2 separate regions of the Anser cygnoides genome follow, and region 1 is linked to region 2. Evidence: chromatin contacts called from public Hi-C data. All regions are on one chromosome and are shown on one strand. The core of a region is the stretch at or near the end of the contact, and the rest is flanking DNA. Distances in the headings are between cores, read along the strand shown. Region 1 holds the start of ARRDC4 (arrestin domain containing 4). Region 2 holds the start of PGPEP1L (pyroglutamyl-peptidase I like).

Region 1 (4,772 bases), core at 1,488-3,987, 220 kb after region 2:
AGGGGGAGTGGAGGACCTTCTTACCAATAAAGCTGGTGAGTTGACGTCGATATGGCTAATGACCTGAAGCTCTGTCTGTACACTTTGATCAGGTGCTGCAGGTCTTTCCAGAATTGCTTTCACATAGTACTGAATACTGCCATACTTCCCAGTGAAAGAGGTCACCAGAGGCCTGAAACAAGCAGTCATAAAACCATTACCATCAGTTTGTAACACAGTTGCAAAGACGAACAGTTCCTGTATATACAAGTGTTTACCAATTTACTTCTTGTACTTTTAAGGCTTTAGGGAAACTGTAACAAACAAGGCCAATCTACGTGGTGGTTGATTAAGACAAATATATAAAGCTGAACTATCGGTTTGATATTAAAAAACTTGAGCCAAATTACACAGAGTTCGTTTTCCACAACAAGCAGTGTCCAGCACAGTCCCTTCAGGTTGCATTATTTAACTTACTCTTGTGGGAGTTGAAAGCTGAAGGGAAATTCATGTCTTCCATCTAAAAGAACTAAGCTTTCCTCACCTGCAGAATAAAAACCAATAGTATATTTTAGTTATTCCATAAATAGAACAAAGCAGAGGCTTTTATAAATTATTTATGACTGAAAGCACCCAGATGCAAGGGACTAGAAGAAACTTTTTACTGATCCCAGTGGGTTCTGGATGGGAGCCCACATTTTATTTATTCTGTGGTGTGATTTCAATGAAAAAAAATCAAGGAAGCACTGAGACCTTGAGTTTCAGTTCAGGATGCTGGCCAATTTCTAATCCAAAATGGCTTCTGGAAAGCATTATGTTTCTTTTTCTTTTTAACAGGACTGTGATAAAGGAAGTGATTTAGGGAAGTGATTGTCCCTCTGTACTCGGCACTGGTGAGACCGCACTTCGAGTACTACGTTCAGTGCTCATTGTGGGCACCCCACTACAAGGAAGATACTGGTTTGCTGGGACGCATTTGAGAAGAGCGGTGAAACTGGAGAAGGGACTAGAAAACAAGACATATGAGGAACGGCTGCTGGAACTGGGGCTGCTGAGTCTGAAGAGGAGGCTGACGGGAGACTTCATCGCTCTCTACCTGTAACCCCCTGAACGGGAGGTTACAGCAAGGTGGGTGTTGGTCTCTTTTCTCAGAGAAAGAGTGATAGGATATGAGGAAATTGCCCCAAGTTGTGCCGGGACTGGTTATCACAAAGAATTTCTTCAGAGAAAGGTTGGTCAGGCACTGAAATCAGCTGCCCAGGGAAGCGACAGAGTCGCCATCCCTAGCGGTATTTAAGAGAAGCACGGATTTGGCACCTAGGGAAATGGTTTAGCTGGGGACTTGGTTGTGCCACATTGATGGCTGTACTTGATGATATTTAGGGTCTTTTCCAACCGAAATGATCCTATAATTCTATGACAGCAGCTGATCTACTTATTCAGTTAACAACTCAGCTACCTTCTGTACTAAAAAGCTGCAATTTAAGGCCAGCATTACTATTTTTATTACTAATATACATAATCATAATACATTTTTAGAGGGCCTACTGTAGTGGAGATTTAAGGCCTAACAGTTACTTCTCCTACAGATAAGCGTGAGAAGTATTTCACCATTACATGATGAAATGCCATTTTTCCTTTAATTCTTCAGTACTGCCCTAATGCTGCAGCGTTTGCGTGATTGTTAAAGGTGTTCCTCTTAAGTCATTCCAAAAGCGAGCTGGCTGCTTGCAGAGTCTTTCACTGGTGACTTCAGGTGCTGCTTACAGCACATGAGGCACGCTCAGGTGCCTAAGGTAATTTGTGAAGAGCTAACCCCTGCGGGACACATTATGTAGGAGACCAACGTAACAAACCAAGTGAAAACTGCAGGCTGTGTTTCTGGACCTGTGGCTCACGGTGCAGCAGTCATCAGAGAACAGCTCGGGCTGGATGGGGCCTCCAAGCCCCCGCCATGGGCAGGGACACCACCCACTAGCTCAGGGCCTCACGTAACCTGCTGCCGACCACCTCCAGGGATGGGGCACCCACAGCTTCTCTGGGCAGCCTGTCCCAGCGCCTGACCACCCACAGAGCGAAGGATTTCCTCCTCACCTCTAACCTAAACCTCTCCCCTTTTACCTTAAAACCCCTCCCTCGCCCTGCCATCCCGCCTGCCCAAACCACCCTGCCCGAGCCTAAGGACTCGACCAAACCGGGCCGAGCCCTCTCCTCGCGTACACTGCGGGCTGCGGCCGCCCCGGGGGCTGCTCCCCGCACCTCTGTGCCCCCCCCCCAGCCGCCTCCCGGCCCCCCCAGGGGGCAGAGCTCCCCCCTCACCCCCTCTCCCGCCCCCCAATCCCCTCACCTCCGCGCGGCTCCCGCAGCAGGCTCTGCCGGACGTCCAGGTACCGCACCTCCGCCTCCCTTCGCGGCCCCACCGGCCCCGCCGCCGCCCCGCAGGCTCCCCCGGGGGCCGCTCCTCCTCCTCCGCCGCCGCCCGCCGCCGCCTCGCCCCACGCCACCCGGGCCCGGCCCGCGGCCTCCAGGCGCAGCCCGCGGAGCGCCAGCGGCCCCGCCAGCTCCAGCAGCACCCGGCCGCGCACCGTGTCCCCGCTGCAGTAGCCGCCGCCGCCCGGCCGCGCCTCGTCCTGCAGCACCAGGGCCAGCGCCCGCACCGCCCCGCCGCCGGGCCCGCAGCCGGCCGCCGCCATCTTGGCGCCCCGGCTCCCCCCCGGGCAGGCCGCGGCCGCCGCCGTCGGTGCCTTTAAAACCCGCCCGGCTCCGCCGGAGCCCGCAGCGCCGAGCCCCGCCCCTGCCGCCCGGCTCCGATTGGTCGCCCCGCGGCTCCCCGCCTCGCCGTTCGCTCGCCCCCCGCTTGGTTTCGGCGGAGGGGCGCGCGTCACGCGGCGTGATCGCCGCCCTCCAGCCAATGGGGTGGGGGGAGGAGGCGCGTGGACAGAGCGCCGATTGGCGGGGAGGCTGCAGGGCAGCGGAGGGGAGGCCAATGGCGGGGCGAGGCCGCCACGTGCGCGGCCCGTGGGTAAACAGGCGGGGAGGGGCCGGGACAGGCCGCGGGGAGGGGTGAGGGCGGGCGCGGGGTAGGGCCTCCTGGGCGGGGGGGGGGCTGGGTGAGGGGTGAGGGTTGGGGACTGGGGACAGGGGAATGGGGATAGGGGAATGGGGATAGGGGAATGGGGGTGGAGGCTGGAGATTGGGGGCTGGGGACAGGGGCTTGGGGTTGAGGACTAGGGAATGGAGGCTGGGGGCTGGAGGCCTGAGGGAGGCCCAAGGCCATCAGCGGGCCTCCGTTCCTGTCAGCAGGGCCAGGGGCAGGAGCTCGGGGCAGGCGTTGCGTTGCCATCAGGCTCAGCCTCGCCCCGCGGGCGGTGGGACTCACGGAATACAAAATAAAGCAAAGATTGGCGGCGTGGTGGTACCCCCTCAGTTTACCTCAGGGAGGCTGTGCCCTGCCCTCGCTGTACACGCACCTGCTGGATTCCCTCCGCTCCGTCACCAGCGGGTGCCCCACTGGGGAGCTCGTGCCTTCCGGGTGCGAAGCGGCCATGTAGGGCCGCGTGCCGCTAGGCCTCAGCAGCACGGCCGAAGCCTTTCCGTACAAACTCTGCAGGTCATACTTGACAAATCAGCCCACAAGCATAAAAGCAAGGTTGGTTATTCCCAATTCTTAGCAGTACAAATTTAGGAAAGCCCCCGGCGCCTGTAGGAAGAGCGGGAAGGCTGTCTGTGTCCATAGGGGAACAGGGCAGGACCCAGCAGCCTGGTGGCCGTGCGGCTCTGAGCCATGGCCAGCCTGATACGCGTTACAAAACCAAACGGTGCGCCTGCACCAGAGGGTTGCTGAAGTTAATTTTGTTTAGGAAGTGTCACACTTTGTCATCGCCTGAGTCTGCAGCAGGGCCTCTCCCTGAAGGTGTGTGCGGGGAACGACCTGCTGCGTTCCCCTCGCTGACAGGAGGCATTGCCCTGCCCGAGTCACCCGCGTGCCCGACGCTTCCAGCAGCTGCTGCTTCCTGCATTTTTCTATCCCTCGTGAGCACTGGAAAGGAGCAGCCTGGTGCTTCCCTGCTGACTCAGGTAATTACCGGAATTAGTAAAAAATGGCTTCCACACTCAGAGCCTCGGCTTTTAACTACCTGACGTGATAACCTCAGGGTTCCTCAGGATTCGTGGCATACCTCTGTGATATCCGGTCCCCTGAAACGTACGCTCATGTTCAGAATTACTTCTGAGATGAAGAACTTGGCCTTGCTGAGAGCCACGTAGGCCTTTGGAACACCTTTCATTGGCTACGTGTTAACGCACACCTCAGCGTTAATCAGTAATAACGTGGGGAAAAGTAACGTGATTCCAGATGGGCTGAATTCACGGACTTTATCTGGACTGTTGGCCACAGGTTTCCCAGCTCATGGTGAAGAATTATGTAACTAAAGAAAAAAATGCTGTGATGATTCGTTGAGTATTTAAACAATTTTTGGATATTCAAGTTCCTTTGTGCTTTCTGAATTAGTTTTCACAGGAACTAACAAATGTTTTTATCATATTTGGGAACAGAGGTATATTAACATATTGCTATCTTTGGTATTTTTAGTTAATTAAACTAACACTGCTTGATTGTCCTGTTCCATATAAACCTTTTTCCATATATTAGCAAGTGTCAGGTTAGTTTTGTAGCAAGCCAACAGAATGTGCTTGGACAGATATGCACGCAGACTATTTATTTGCTAAATTTGCTTATGTACAATGTATGCAATTTCTTGTAACTGATTTTGAAAGTATTATGAATATAAGAG
Region 2 (4,234 bases), core at 1,539-4,038:
TATATGTATTCATAACATATGGATACTTGAGGTTTGTGCAAATTTTTCTCCCCATTTACAATTCAGAAACCGAGCCCTGGCTATTCGAAGGCAAATCAACTCAGCCATAACTAACACTGGTTGTTTTTCTTCCTGCTATATACAAGTATGATTGGCATAGTACTCATCTTGGGGTAAAAAAGAATTGGATGCAACTCAACTATGAAAGCCCAAGTTATCTCTTTGAACACTTTACCGTACAGTTGTTTGATACGTTTAAAATGTTTTGAACTCCTAAGAGGAAAAGGTATTTTCTGTAAATGCACTCTCACCACATTGCAGAAGTACCAGAACACTGCTCTAATAGCTCTTTAGTGGTGAAGGTAACAAGAACTGAATATGGCCCTTCATTTAGAAACAGCTCTTCAAATTTTATCCCTTTTATTATTACTTACATATAGATTTTTTATTTCTTGCTATTGGCAAGAACCAACCAACATGTTAAACTGTTAAGTGGAAATGTTTAATATATTCCAAATTTATCTCAGCTGTCCAACGTTTAATGAGAGGAGGGAGAAATCGAGCTGTTATGCTATTTAACACTAAACTATAATGGGACTTTAAATAGAAATTTCAGCATCTAACACTTTACATTTCTTTTCCATTCAATAAAAATAAATGATCCTCAGGGAAGATCAAAGATGGCATACAGGTAGGCGGAATGTAATGTCACAAAAAGAGAAGAGACAAACATTTTGGTGTAAAGTTTGCTATTCCCTATAGACCATTGACCTACATGATGATGAAACCCCTGAGCTGAGAACAACGTACATGATACTCGGGGAATGCTGGAAGGTGCAAAGCTTCAAGTGATGACAAGAATGTGAAGAAACTCACTGATGTGCTGTGAAGTGGTTGCGTGACATCGGCTTTTTTGAAAGTCATGGTGTATGTGCGGACATTGCGTTGCCCTGTTGTGGAGAGAAAAACTGCTTTGCCTTGTTGAGGAAAGAAAATGCAAATCTACGTTACCACGTTTTCAAAAATATTTGAAGGGAAGATCAACCCTGTGGAGTTTTCTTTTAAATGCTGACAGGGAACAGAGCGTGTAACAGCAACACGAGGCACTTAAAGCACTTTCCTGAAATGTTGTGTCCGATAGACTGAAACCAGTGGTGTTCCCCGACAGCGAGCCCAAAGGAAAGCTTGCTTGTTTCTATGCAAACGTACTATTATTTCCATGTACTTCCCCCCCCCTATTTTTTACTTTGATACCTGTGCTAGCTATTTCAGAAATAATTAAGCAATCAGACAATCTCGGTAGGAAGGCTCCCAGGAGTCAACACCTGCATTCTGTTTTCTAATTTTGACAACTGTGTATTCTTTTTCATATTCCTACCTCTACTTTAGTTGTTAATAACGAACAGCAGGCTAGATTTTTCAAAAGCCTCTTTCACATTGCTAAAGATCACCACAGTACACGTCTGAACAGTCATAAAAATACCATTTTTGCACTTCACTATTCCCAGGGCTTAACGAAACTGGCATTAGCCCTATCGTTTGTCATCCTGGACCTTTTAAATGAAGAATTCAGAACTTCTATTCAGCATTTTTTACGGTGAAGTGCGATGCTTGGCTGGTGCTTGCCAGGGGGAGGACAGGAGCTGCTCCTTAGCCCCCCTGCCACCTTGCCCTGCGTTTGCAGCCACCTTCTCCTCACCCTTTTTAGCCTTCCCTCCTAGAGAAGCGGCGCCAGGCCGGTTTATCACAACCTCCTCCGCTCTTTTGTTCCCCTCCAGCCACCTCTCCCCTCAGCCCGGCCGCTGCCCCTCGCGTCCCGCCCTCAGCGGCTGCCGGGCAGGGCCGGGGCCTCGCCGCCATCCCCCCGCGGGCCGGGGGCGGGCCAGGCGGCCGGAGCCCGCCTCCGAGGCAGTGATGGAGGCCGAGGGAGGAGGAAGAGCCGCCGCTGGTAAGAGGGGAGGGAGAGGGCTCGCCGCCCGGGCCCGCACTCCCCCGCGGCTTCGCCTCCTTCCCCCGCCGGCCCCTCGTCCCGTCTCTCCCCTCACGCCGCCCTCTCCTCCTGTTCCTCCTCAGGGCGGCGGCTTCGCCTCCCTCCTGCCGCCCTCGATGTCCCCCCGGGCCGGCTGCTCACCCGCGGGAGGCAGGACGCGGTGCCTCGCAGCCCCGCCGGGCGCCTCCTCCTGTGAGGGGCCGCCGGGCGCCCCCCGCCGCCGCGAAATGGCGGCGTCTCCTCAGCGCCCGCCTCGGGGCGCTGCCGAAGCGCCCAACGTGCCGCCCTGCCCTCGTCGCGAACACTTTTGCGCCCTCGCCTGCGCTCACGGCAGGGCGAGCCCAGGCTCCTCGTGGCCGTGTTCCCAACCCGCAGTTTTCCACGGGGTGGCTGAGGTGAGGAGGTGCCCCTGGGGTGGTCCCGTCTGACGCCCTCCTCAAAGCGGGCCTACCAGAGCAAGTCGCTGAAGTTTTTCTTTTCTCCCTTTCCCGAGCACACAAGTAGCTTCTCCAGGTTTTTTAGGGTAGCCCAAACCTGCCCTGAAGCAGAGAGGAGCTGGCCCCAGAATTTCTGTCAGCTTTGGTTCAGCGGGTGGCGCTGGTAAAATGGCGCATCTTGTGTACGTGTAGAGGCACAGGTGCATCGGGCTGTGACTTTAATGGTGAAGTACTTGAGAACTAATAAAGAGCAGAGGCAATACTTTGTAAACATACTTTTACATCTGTAAGGCCCAATTGCAGAGAACATGTTAAAGTGTTTACTCAGACTGAGGTACAACACTGTGTCGGGGAGGAAGGAGCAGTAGACACATTGTGTCTTGACCACCAAGAAATAATTTGCTGCATTATTTTGGTGTAGAGAATAGGTATAAAAGGCTTTCTACGTTGCCCTTGGTTACTTAAGAAAGGGTATTCAGTAAGTACTTTCTTTGTTGATCGTGAGATGATTGTAGAACAAGAAATACATGGTTCGTAATGATTAATTTTTTGGGGAGAGAAAAACCATCTGCTTTCAGCCCAAGTTAATCTACTGGTGTTTTTGGCCATAGCTAAAGAGCTTCTCTGCCTAGTGTGGGCCAACAGAGAGAACTCACAATTTGTTATGAGGTGGAGCACTGCTTTGAAATGAATAGACACTGTGTTTCCAAATGATAACACTCCTGGTGCTTGGTATGGGATCTTATTTTAGGACAGGTGAGTCTTCTGCACATGCTCTATCATGGATTTCCAAGGCAGTCTGGCATGTGTAGTGTTCCTGGTTTATATTTGACTAGGAGCACTTCCAAGAATCTCTGTTCATGCACTTGTTTGGATAAGGGCCCGTTGCATCACCTCAGTTAGCTTTTGCACTGCTTTCCCTCCTGCTCTGTTTTTATGCTCTCCTTTCTTAATTTGTCACGCTAGCAGGTAAATGGAGAGAAAGTGAATTTATCTTCTGAAACGCATTTTAAGTTGCTGCCATTTATCTAAAGCACCTACTTCATCCCCTTCAGTAAAATAATGATGTTGTTCATTAGTTCCTCTAACTGCTGATGGCTAAATGCACTGTAGTCAGATGGCTCTATTTTTTCCCTCTTATCAGCCACTTCTGAAAGTCAAACATTGGTAATAATCCTTTTTTTTTTTTTTTTTTTGATACTCTTAATTCTGCTGATGTTTTAAAATAAAATGTCTCTAGATGAATGAGCCTTGGTTTTTCATGTTCAGGCAAATGTGCTGTTGGGCACTTCAGGTTCTGTCAACACTTTTTTCCCCAATTTTTTTCATTATTCTCGAATGTTTAAAATAGTTCTTCTTCCAGTCCCTTCCTCTTTTGGAATGGATGTCATTGTTTCTAGGTGTTGTCTGAATTTTGACAGTTAAATAATTGAATATTGTTTAAAGTAATTATGTAACCATTGGTAACAGGTTGAGTATATAACATGTTAAGAAAATACTGGAGTCAGCCATTAGCTCTTCTTGTGCAAGTGGTACTTTTCAGTTCATGCCCTGCTGTAATTGAGGTGCCGCAACTCTACTTGTTCCTGAGGTCTGTTCCTGTAACTGTTTTTCACAAGCCTTGCCATTGAAAAGCAGGCCAGATGTTGACATAGAACTTGAGGTTCTTGTTTTAAATTCAGCCTTGCCACAAGACATTTTTGATTTCAGAGCATTTTGAGAGTCGGACTTGTATGTGCTAACCATCTAACAACAAGGCTGCAAAAGACATTCAGTGAGTAACAAAATACATATGATGCTGGCGCCT

What was found. A called contact is a pair of places that touch in the nucleus more often than the background predicts.
Region 1: a Hi-C map of liver shows a contact between it and region 2, with 9 times the contacts expected there. The contact joins the promoter of ARRDC4 here to the promoter of PGPEP1L in region 2. A contact is called at or near these places in 2 of 7 Hi-C or Micro-C datasets (both in liver).

Annotation. Positions count from the first base shown.
Region 1 is chr11:4,631,037-4,635,808 of Taihu_goose_T2T_genome, forward strand. ARRDC4 (arrestin domain containing 4) reads right to left here and starts at 2,738. Exons shown (of 8, transcript XM_048076325.2): 1 at 2,327-2,738; 2 at 457-523; 3 at 25-172. The coding sequence starts at 2,672. It overlaps LOC106036443 (protein FAM169B), which reads left to right. Exons shown (of 34, transcript XM_067003776.1): 29 at 1-35; 30 at 817-1,107; 31 at 3,840-4,056.
Region 2 is chr11:4,415,044-4,419,277 of Taihu_goose_T2T_genome, forward strand. PGPEP1L (pyroglutamyl-peptidase I like) reads right to left here and starts at 2,789. Exons shown (of 6, transcript XM_048076253.2): 1 at 2,442-2,789. LOC106036443 (protein FAM169B) reads left to right here and starts at 1,725. Exons shown (of 34, transcript XM_067003776.1): 1 at 1,725-1,948. The coding sequence starts at 1,915.